3 separate regions of the Mus musculus genome follow, and all the other regions are linked to region 1. The links are chromatin contacts, called in public HiChIP or PLAC-seq maps. All regions are on one chromosome and are shown on one strand. Each heading gives the region's core, a stretch centred on a gene start, on an enhancer-like site or on the middle of the called end of the contact. The rest is flanking DNA. Distances are from core to core; before and after follow the strand shown.

Region 1 (3,365 bases), core at 247-2,746:
TTTTTTTTCTTTTGAGACAGGGTCTCACTCTATAGCACTGGCTCCCTGAAACTCCACATAGCCAGCTAGAGAGGCATGGGCCTCTGCCTTCAGAGTAGCCTAGAGGTGACACATACCACGACTAGCAAATCTGTAGACTTTTAATTTACAGTTGTTATTGTGAGAAGGCTAGGCTAAGTCCACGACAGGCTTCAAATTAGCAGCTAAGGAGACGAGGTCTAAAAACCCAGGCTTCAGGCAGCTAATTAGAAACTGCCCCACCACCTGGCCTGAAACAAGGACAATGGGTCAGCAGTTCCCAGCCAGCCCCCACGCCCCAGTAATGGAATGTCCTTCGAGATAGCATAAGACACAGCCTACCACCCCCCACCCCAGATTCCTCAGCCAGTTTCCAGGCACCATACCCTAGTATGGTTCTGGAATACCTAGAGACAGAGTAAGACAAAGCCCACCTACCCCAGGATTCCACTAAGGTGCTTTAAATTGGTCCTGCGGGCTCACTTCAGGCTCTATCTTGGTAACGGGAGACCCCAGCATGCTGGACTTCTACAGAATAAAAACAGTGTTTGCGTTTACATACTATTAGAATCCGGGGTATCATTCTTCGTTACAGTGGGTGTTTCGAGACTACCTAATCCTATGTTTGCTTTTATTTGATTAAAAACCCAAATCGTTCCAAATCCCTTTGCTAAGCAAATAAACGATTCGACTTATTTCGTTCATATACTGCACACTAAAACTCGAAACTGATGACCACTTTAAATAAGAAACAAATCTCTAGCCAACAGGTAGAGGGCCTATATGGCCAGAAGCCTTTTGGAAACGTTGGAAATCGTTCCATTCTCTCAATTCTATACCCAAGTGGCTCTGCTTCTTCCTCCCAGACTGTCTTAATTTGTAAATGTGCAAGCTGCTAAGGTGAAAACCGCAGTAACTCAGCCGCGTTTTGCGGTCCGTGAGACGTGCCCCGACTGCGACTTGCAGTGTGGGTCTCCCAGGAAGGCGGCGCAGTCACATTTTTCCAAACCTGGGCTCTCGACATTTAGAAAGCCGCGAGGGAGGCGAAGATGGTCAACTGGCTTTCTTACAACCTTAAGTCTCAAGTCAGAAAAGCGTGACTTTCCATTTGGCTCTGGAATGGAGGTGAACTCGGAAATGGAGACCCGCAGGCGCGCGGGGGAGGGGCGAGAGGGGCCAGAAGAAAGGGAAAGGCCTTTCTCTAAGCTGACGCGCGGTCACGCGGCTTTCTCCCGACGTGGGCTCTCGCCATTGGTCGAGCTGCCGCTGACGTAAGCGTCGCTGCCGGGCGCGAACCGCGGCGAAGGCGGCGCTGCGTTGGAAGTTGGCGAGGCGCGCGCGCTCCCGCCGGCGGCCCAATCCCCGCTCTCCACCCTCGGCCCGCCAACGCGGTGGACCAGTCGCGCTCCGCTTTCTCATGACTCCGCCCCCAGTGGGCGGGCGGCGCGCGGATAGCACATCACGTGGTGACTGGCCCCGCCTCTTCCTCTCGGTCCCATATTGAACTCGAGTTGGAAGAGGCGAGTCCGGTCTCAAAATGGAGGTAAAACCGCCGCCCGGTCGCCCCCAGCCTGACTCCGGCCGTCGCCGCCGCCGCCGGGGGGAGGAGGTATTAGGGGGAGAGCGGGGGGTTGCTGGGTAGTTGCCGGCATGGGGGGGCTTTGGCTCGATGGGAGTGGGGAGGCCGGGGAGACCGGGACGATCGTCCCGCGCTTTGCGCTGAGGGCGGTGGGAGGGGGAGGGGAGCGGGCCGGGTGGCCTCCTCCGGGCCCTCCGTCGGCCTGGTCCTCTCGGTCGGCCGCACCGGCAGCCCTCGAAGACGCGGCGGGGCCGGGGAGTGGCTCGGCAGCCGGGCGAGGATGCCCTCGGGCTGCGCGGCCTGACTTAGCGAGGCCGCGGGCGGCATGGCGGGCCTCCGCGGGAGCGGTTGGGAGGAGGCGGTGGGGGAGGGGAGGAGCACATCCGGGCGAGCGAGCAGGCGGGCGGCGGCCGCATTGACATTGATCCGCCGCCGCCGCGTTACGAAATGGCGCAGTGGCCCGCAATGGCCGCCGCCTGGCTACGCCGCCAAGAAGGAGTGCGCGGGGATTGGAGGGGACGGCGGGAGGCGGCCCGGCGTTTCTGCCGCAGATGGCCTCCAGGCTCCGGGCGCGGTGCTTTCCGCTGGGGTGCTCCCGACGTGGATCTAGGCCTTGGCGGGCCTTCTGGGTGATGACAATCCGCGCAATACTCGGGCCGGATTTTCTCAGCGCTCATTTGGGGATACATTACTGAAAAGCTTGCTGCTTTAAGGTGCTTCCTAACCCGCTGCTTGTGCTCAAGTATTTGGAATGAGAGTATTTACAGCGTCCTGTGGTTGAAGTCTTAACCATTTCGGGGGTTTGAGTGTAGATGTGTTTACTTGGAGCTTAATATTTTTATTGATCTAATTTCTCATACTTCGGATTGGCCCGGATTTTGGTTTTCCTGGATTTTGGTTTTAGAGAACTGCGACCACACTAGAAAATACCACGATTACGAGAATTTTGTGTGTATAGAGATGCTTTTTGTGTATTGTCAAATTCATTTATGCGAGGCTTGAATAAAGGGGTTTTACGTGAATTTGGGTAGTTGGGTTTCTGGTATGTGGCTGTCTGCATATTGAATGTTCTAACTAATATTTCCAGAAGATGGAAGAAAGTGAGCCCCCTTTAAGGGCTTGTGTTGAATTGTCTTAATGCGTTCATTAAAAGCGGTTCACTCGAAAGTAAAATCTTCAAAAAGAAAACCACAGGCTAGATATTTTCTAAGTCTCTCAGTTACGGTTTTGTTTCTAATTCCTCTGGTCAGGCGGTATATGCTATACCTTGTAAATCCAAATTACACGCTTGTGAATGTAAGGATCGCATTCGAAATAACTTGAAACTATATGATGTAAGTGGGTATAACCAAGGTAAATTGATTACAGAAAGCTAAGTAGTGGAACCAGGTGTGAATGGTGCGTGCACACCTGTTACCCTAGTATTTGAAAGGCTAAGGTAGGACTGCCTCAAGTTCAAGGCTAGCTTAGCCTGCCTTTCCTTGAGAGCCAGCCTCAAAACCCTCACCCACCCTTTTAACCCCCACAAGGTATCACGGGGTTAAGTCTTGGCTGTGTTTTGTGGGATATGCCTAATTTGCTTGGGAATGTCTTTTAATAACTGAAATGTTATTAGCTGGAAATGTGAATTTCTCTTAATTTCCCGTTGTAAGCTTCTAAGTTGCATTTCATAGATCATGTTTTAAAATTACAGGTTTGTTGGTGTTGCAGACTGAGGACAGTGGAGATGGCACGGGCAGTCTTTGGGGTTTATTTTTCTAGTGAATGA
Region 2 (3,365 bases), core at 497-2,996, 400 kb after region 1:
TTTCATTTTTAGACTGTCAGTACAAAAGGGGGACGTATTCCAATGTAAAAGGGACAGCTCTGTTTCTACAGACATTCATTGCTTGGTGCAGACACTCAAAGTCCATGCACACCGAAGTGAAGCGTCCATACATCCCCGAGATGCATGTTCTTGGAGGAAAGAAAAGCTAAAGGCAGTGTGCAGCCATGGTTTGGAGGAGACTTTAAAAAGGCAAACTATGGAAGGTAATTAGGAAGCTGGGAATTGCTAGAAGGTGGTGCGGAGTGGGATTAGGCTGTCAGGGCAGATTAATGTGCCCCAGTATTTCACTTCTGGGACCTGGCCGAAAGCGACAAGATGGGTTTTCATTCCCAAGAAATGAGTGTAAGAGATTATGCTAGAAATGAATAGGAGGGGTCTCCTAGGAGAATAGACCACAAAGCTGGGCCGTGCTGATATTTAATCATCAGGGGCAGCTGTAATAGAGAGGGGGATGAGTGGGCAATGCCGTCCCTGGAGGAAAGAGAGACGAGCAATTTCAGAGCGCTGTGGTATTGGTGGCCTCGCTACCTATTGATCATTCACGGCACGCTCTCCAATACTTAAAAATTAAGGGTAAAATATGAAAATGCGAAGGTTCACTTATCAGAAAGGCTAAGGGTATAAATCAAGTTGTGCTCTAACTAAAGTCATACTTTTTTATTGTAGAGGCATTTTGCATTTTATATAGTAATTTGTCCCTTGCTAAAAGTCTCCTATGTGTGTGTGTGTTTTTAAATAGTCTTACAGATGACAAAAAGGTAGCCTGTGCTTTGCCACATAATAGCTGCGGCATTTAAGTTCTGTTGCTGAAATCATCCAAAAGGCTAAGATTAGAGTGTGAAAAGTTTAAGAGAAGGGTTTGTCTGCTGTCCATCCTGCTTCTCCCAGAATGCTTAGCACAAGACCTTGAACCCAGAAAAACATTCCATTATTGAAGAATGGAAGAGGACCAAAGGAAACGAATTTCCTCCTATGGCTTTTAAACAATGGTGCACTCATCGAAGGAATCTTATTCTAATCTCTAGACAGTCCTGTCAAAAGTCTCTTCTGACCTTCACTCTCAAATGGAGTCTTAACTGAGGTCACACTAGCAATAAGTGTTGCAAATCTCATCTTAACTTCACTGGATAGTAGCAGGGCCAATGGAAGGCTACAAGCTGGAAAATTGGGTGCAAGAGAATAACTTGGTTTGAGGAGACACTCTGTGCCATCTTCTTAGAGCTGGTAGAGTTGACCGCAGGACCAGAAGATACAAAAAAGGCCTGATGACAATGATGTATTATTTTCCTAATACCTGTGAAAGTTGTTCAGTCCCAGACAACTGACCTGAGATTTCAGACCATTCATTTCTGTTTTTGCAAGATTACGACATTGAAAGATGTGAAAGGTCTAACAGTTCCTCAGTTGTTACAGGCCTACATTTTGAGTGGCTGGATGTCAGGATATATTTCAGCTTTCTTAAGCTTATCTGGCAAGACGGTCAATGACCAGAAAGCTCAGTATCAACAGTCCAAGAGGGACGTCACAAAGTCAAAGGAAACATGGATGCAAAGGTTCGAGAGTGGCTTCTGGACCTGGGGAGCCCAGACCCAATTGCCACAACACCATATCGGTGGAGGAGTTTGCACAAGCCGCAAAATGGAGACAGAGCTATCTACAGAGCTATCTCTATTGTGTTCGAGGGCTTAGCAGAGTTAACAGTCACATTGCCATTTTCCTTGTCCCAGGGACTGGTATTTGCAAGAAAGAAAAGATAGAGAACAATGGGCTTCATCAGGAAAAGGCTTCTTTAAGTGACGCAGGAACCCTGACTCAGTCAGAAGAATGGCTGAGTGCCCCGGATAGGAAAAGCCCTGGGGAGAGGCAGGGTTGGAGTCTGATTTAAAAAAAAAATGTTCTCTACATGCTGTCTTTAGGCTTCTCTCTCTCCATTATCTCCCTCCCCCACTCCTTTCTATAGACTGGCCTTCTTGCTTCTCTCATCCACTTGGTATGTAGTCATCATAGCATCTCCCAATGGCAGCCCCAAGTTGGCAGGGGGCTGCAGCTCAGTTCTCTACAGCTAACCAATGCAATGCGTGAGCACGCTCAGCAGTATCTTCTTGGCTCAACTTTTAATAGGGATGAACTCTTGGTCTAATCTGCTGAGGGGCGGATGTTGAGAAGAACTCCCTGTTCAGTGCGATATACTGACTAGCTGCAGTGGTCAGTGGTACTCCGGGATGCTGTGTCTTGTGCCCATCTCTCTTCAAAAGGACACACAGGGACTTTATTCCTGGTTTACAGACACAATTCTAACTGGTTAGCTCTTCTTTTTGCATCACTGGTAACATGGTAGCTGGCTGGGAAGAGGGTCCTAGAGGGAAATTCACTGACAGAATATCGTTGGCATGGAAAAGAGGAATTTTTGAAAAAAAAAAAAAAGGAAATTTAAACAAACTTTAAGAACTGTCAAAAGGAGCACATGGTGTCCACAGTAACAGGCTTCAAGCCTTTGCCACCGCATCAAACCTATGTATTTAAAGGCTGTGTTTCACCATCTGCATCTGTAAAAGGCCACATTTATTTAAAAAAATCAAGAAACTCTATTGAGAAGGTATATTAAAATACATACAATTCATCCAGTTACTATTCAGTCTTCCAGTAAACATTTCCTGTGTGTTTATTATGCTCCTGTCAGCAATCAAAATGGAACAGGATACGTGCTTTTGAAAGGACATTACCAGGGCACCATGAAGGCAAGACACAATACCAAGGGCAGGGTGCATCGGCTAGACCCCTGGAAGTGGTGTGTGCAGAGAAGGGCACCGGAAAGAGAGGATCTGCTCTCTGAGAGCAAGTCCCTTCTGGGTAAGCCAGTGCTAAGCCAGAGAAATGAGCCGGGGTCTGATTTAAAGGAGTCGTAAGAGGCTAAACTAAGGAATATGAATATCTAAAACTCGTAGGAGGCCTGAGGATGAAGCAGGAGTTTGATATGAACACTTTTGTGTGCGAGAAAAGGGATTTGTCAGATTACCAAGAAGGCATGAGGAGAGCTGAGAGCCAAGGAAGCACAGGTTGCCCCAAGACTGCAGAAGAGGGGCTGGCTCTGATGAGAGGCTATCGAGGCTGCTAAATAACTCATCTGTTCCCTGGGATAGAGACTAAGAGAAAGAGGGACACAGACAAAGGGGAAGACTAACAACTGGAGGATCCGGGGTCTTCAAGTAGGAGGCTCTTCCCACAGTTGGTAGAAGCATCTAGAGATAAACACATGTGAATTAGGCTCTGAGCAATGCAGCCAGGGCTCGGGAGTGGGTGCGTGGATGCCCTGCACAAATAGTCAAGGGAACAGGAGAGCACGG
Region 3 (3,365 bases), core at 433-2,932, 300 kb after region 1:
CTTGTTTTGTTTGAGACAGGGTTTTTGTCACCTCGGTTCACCTTGAACAGGCCAGGTTTATAGGCGTGTGCCACCATGCCAAGTAAAACTTGAAGGCATCTATCAGTGTCTCTCATGCTCTGACTTATATTTATGGAACAAATACCACTCGGGCTGGGGAGAGGAAGTGTTTTAACACTGGGAACCAAGCTGAGATCCAGAAGTTCTGAATGAAACCAAATGTTTTGGATGACAATTTCAGGTTTTTTTTTTTTTTTTTTTTTTTTTTTTTTTTTTTTTTTTTTATTAAAGCTTGCTCTCTTGGGGGCCATAGACACCACAGATGAAAACTTCTCTGCTATGTTTAGCTGCTGTTAGTCAAAGTACTGAGTACCTTTTTATGTTTTTAGAATTTCCTAAACGGCTTAAAAGCAAAGATAATGGAAGAGGGCAATATATTTCCCTTTATTAACGTAGCTGCATTTCCAGAGATATTTCTTTTCAAATAGCTCATGAAAGGACTTGCTCAGGATTGTCATAGCAATAAAGAATCTCGAGCATGGATCCATCAGCTACCCTCTAGGTGTCCGGCCTTTGACTGATGCTATCACCTTCACAGGTCTGTGTTTCTTCTGGACAAAACAAAAGGCAGGGAGCCACTACCCTCCTCTGACAAGTGGAAGAAAACTCTGCAGAAAATCAGGGCTCTTACAGCGGGAAATGCCTGATGTCATATATTTTCCTTAATAAAGACTAAGCTGGCCGTCCACTAAACCAATCTGAGAATGTGACCTGTAACTCACAGTCTTAATTACAAAGAGGCAACGTGAATAGGTTCATTAATGTGGTGAAGGAGCAGCGACCCTACCTGCCAAGTGGCAAGGTGGGAATAATTAATCTGGTCAATTAAAAGGAAATAGATAATTTAAAATGCAAAGGCATCCATGTGGCGCAATGCATTCTGCTCTCTGGAATTCCAGATTCCTGCCATCAATTCTACTCTTCTTCGTAATTTCCTTCATCTTTTGCTTTTGAAAAATGTGTCAGGCCACACTTGAATCAAATAGAAAACTCCTTCTGTTCTTAAAATTATGACCCGTTTCTGTCTTGTATTCTAAAATATTTATCCATTCTAGCATGTATTCTAGAAATGCACCCCCCACCCCGGGACTACTGAGTCCCCAGCCACACCACAGCAGTGGTCTCCCCCCCCCCCCCCCATCTTGTAGGGCTATTATAGTTTACTTTCCCTTCAAGATTGTTTGCCTATTTTTTTCTGCGGAATTTTCATACTTTAAAATTGCTAGAGTCTGAGCCACCCTGTCTGGCTTATCTAATCCCATTTATGATCCTATAACCTTGAAACTTGCCACAACCTGGCGTGCCAACAGCAGATCCTAAATACATAGGGTGGTGTGTTTGCTTTGTGGAACAGGAAATTAGTCAAACGGTTACTTTTCCGCAAATGTTCATAATTCCTCGTGACATTTACAAGCCCAGGAGTAGTGCTTAGACGCAAAAACAATTTCAGAACACCTCAGGGAGAAGCGAGCGGTTATCAACAGCAAGGCCGCTGCACTTTAGTGTTCGTAAGCGTCCATCAAGGGCTTGGCTGCAGCGCCAAGGAGAATCCACAGGTGCCAACTCTGCCGCCAGCCAGCATGGGTTAATGCGACCTTGCTGTGTGAAGTCCAAAGAGAAAAGAATGTATCAGTGTCTTAATCCTTCTCAGCTGGTGCAAGCCCAGGCCCGGGGCAGACGTTTATACCACTGCCTTTGTGATCACAGTAAAGCTTAAAAAAAAAAAAAAAAAGGGAGCAACATCTGGGGTTTTCAGTCCGCTCAAAGGAAGGCTTTTTATGGTGAGAATCTGAGTTGTTCCAGTCGCTAAAGAAGGGAAATTCTCATCTAAAAGAACAACAAAAACCCAACTCAAACGCTTTGGTGGTAAAGTACAAGGCGATAAGGTCTCTGTTTCCTAGGTGTTAGACTTGGCAAGCCAGACAGCGCCAGGGTGGAGTGGAGATTGCGCTGGCCGAGCTCAGACTCAGTGGTGCAGATTGTCGGCTCTGCAGGAGGCCCGCAGCGGCCATATGTGCGGAGCTGAGTGAGATGGGATAAACAGCTGCTGCCAGGAGTCTGACGCCTGGCAAGCAGGCTGGCCCAAGCCCTCCTGTTTCCAAAATCAAAATCACCAGAGGGATTCCCCTTCCTGCAGTTCCAGCCAGTAGTTTTATAAAACCATAAAGCACCGCTGTATTGTGGTTTGTAATAATCCCTTACATTTGTAAAGCATTTTACAGTTTACTAAGCACTTTACAGACGTTATTTCATTTGAGCCTTCTAACGGCCCTGGAGAGCAGCAAGGCGCAGACACAGCGATTGGCTATCCAAAGATGGAGAAAGGGAGTCCCAGACAAGGATGCCACGAACTGGGTGTGTCACTTTGGCCATTGTCTCCTCACATCTGACCTGGAGCTGCCCATGGATATGCGCTCCACCACCCTCCCCCTACCGCCCCCTTTTGGGAACTTGGAGGTCCAGGAAGTGATCGCAGCTAAAGTTATTGTGTGACTCCATTTGTTTTTCTTTTGTGTAAGCATCAGAGGCTCTGCCCTGGGTCTTTCCTTTTAAGACAGCAGGGGAAGGAAGAAAGTTGGAAGGAGCTAGCAAGGAGTCAAGAGGCGCGGGGCATGCTGGGTGCAGGATCCTAAGTGCAAGGGACTTCAGAGCTGCTGGGTTCTCAAGTCAGCACCGCACTGCAAAGATCAGCAGAGATGACCTTCGCACAGAGGAAATGATTCACTGTCCCTTTGTTCTCCAAGGCTGTCACCAAAGCACACTGCAGAGAAACAGGCCCTTGACCTGGAAATCTCTGGGCTTGCTCTCATGTGTCACCAGACTTACTGAAAAACTCCACAGGGACATGTACTGAGATTCCCCCCTGACCGGTGAACAAACGGAGTGTGAACCCAAGCTTGTTCAAGCCTCTGAGATGGAAGAAGGCATGGTAGACTCTGCAGCTCTTAGCTGCCATGACCCTTCCTAAAGCAATCAGGGGGCGAGGAACGCTACACATTTTGGCTTTAGTGTCTTTACATCAATTGATGCCAGCACAAGACTTGTACCAGGCAAAGTTAAGTAGGCGTGAGGATTTTTTTCAAGGCTGTTGCAGTTGGTGAGAGGCCAGAACTCAGTCTGGATTCAACTCTGCTGAAGCGGGGATAGGATTTTTAAGCAGTGGGGTGAGAAGGAGATTGAGCCGTCTGTTTGTTAAGTGGCTTCAGCCAAAGGAAGCCACCTTCTCATGTCTTCTCAACAGATGGTAGTCCCACTATTTTGATGCCAGGAAAGTTGGGCTCCCCTCCCCACACCACAGAATAGGG

Evidence for each region. HiChIP or PLAC-seq counts read pairs in DNA pulled down with a chosen protein or histone mark.
Region 2: an H3K27ac HiChIP or PLAC-seq map of extraembryonic endoderm stem cells shows a contact between it and region 1. The contact joins the enhancer-like site here to the promoter of Hnrnpa3 in region 1. A contact is called at or near these places in 3 of 39 promoter capture datasets (cranial neural crest, maxillary cranial neural crest and second pharyngeal arch cranial neural crest) and 11 of 115 datasets of contacts at active chromatin or transcription factors (bone marrow-derived macrophages, embryonic basal ganglia, embryonic forebrain and 8 more).
Region 3: a contact with region 1 is called in an H3K4me3 HiChIP or PLAC-seq map of embryonic limb bud, with 4 times the contacts expected there. The contact joins the enhancer-like site here to the promoter of Hnrnpa3 in region 1. A contact is called at or near these places in 11 of 39 promoter capture datasets (the 3T3-L1 cell line, the HPC-7 cell line, cranial neural crest and 6 more), 3 of 484 Hi-C or Micro-C datasets (Sertoli cells and embryonic fibroblasts), 22 of 115 datasets of contacts at active chromatin or transcription factors (the HPC-7 cell line, bone marrow-derived macrophages, cardiomyocytes and 14 more) and 2 of 9 other capture datasets (liver and macrophages).

Annotation. Positions count from the first base shown.
Region 1 is chr2:75,657,763-75,661,127 of GRCm38.p6, forward strand. Hnrnpa3 (heterogeneous nuclear ribonucleoprotein A3) reads left to right here and starts at 1,497. Exons shown (of 11, transcript NM_053263.1): 1 at 1,497-1,561. The coding sequence starts at 1,556. Gm39859 (predicted gene, 39859) reads right to left here and starts at 1,175. Exons shown (of 3, transcript NR_166143.1): 1 at 1,028-1,175; 2 at 457-546.
Region 2 is chr2:76,053,670-76,057,034 of GRCm38.p6, forward strand. All of the region lies in intron 13 of Pde11a (phosphodiesterase 11A), which reads right to left. Among named protein-coding and RNA genes, the nearest start is that of Gm52518, 19 kb to the left of the region's middle. Within about 2 kb of position 1,747, at least 5 of the 459 cell types and tissues checked have an H3K27ac peak or open chromatin away from gene starts, as enhancers often do. A contact at or near this core is called in extraembryonic endoderm stem cells, where this site is marked.
Region 3 is chr2:75,957,974-75,961,338 of GRCm38.p6, forward strand. No RefSeq gene overlaps it. Among named protein-coding and RNA genes, the nearest start is that of Ttc30a2, 19 kb to the right of the region's middle. Within about 2 kb of position 1,683, at least 108 of the 459 cell types and tissues checked have an H3K27ac peak or open chromatin away from gene starts, as enhancers often do. A contact at or near this core is called in bone marrow-derived macrophages, embryonic forebrain, embryonic limb bud and 4 more, where this site is marked.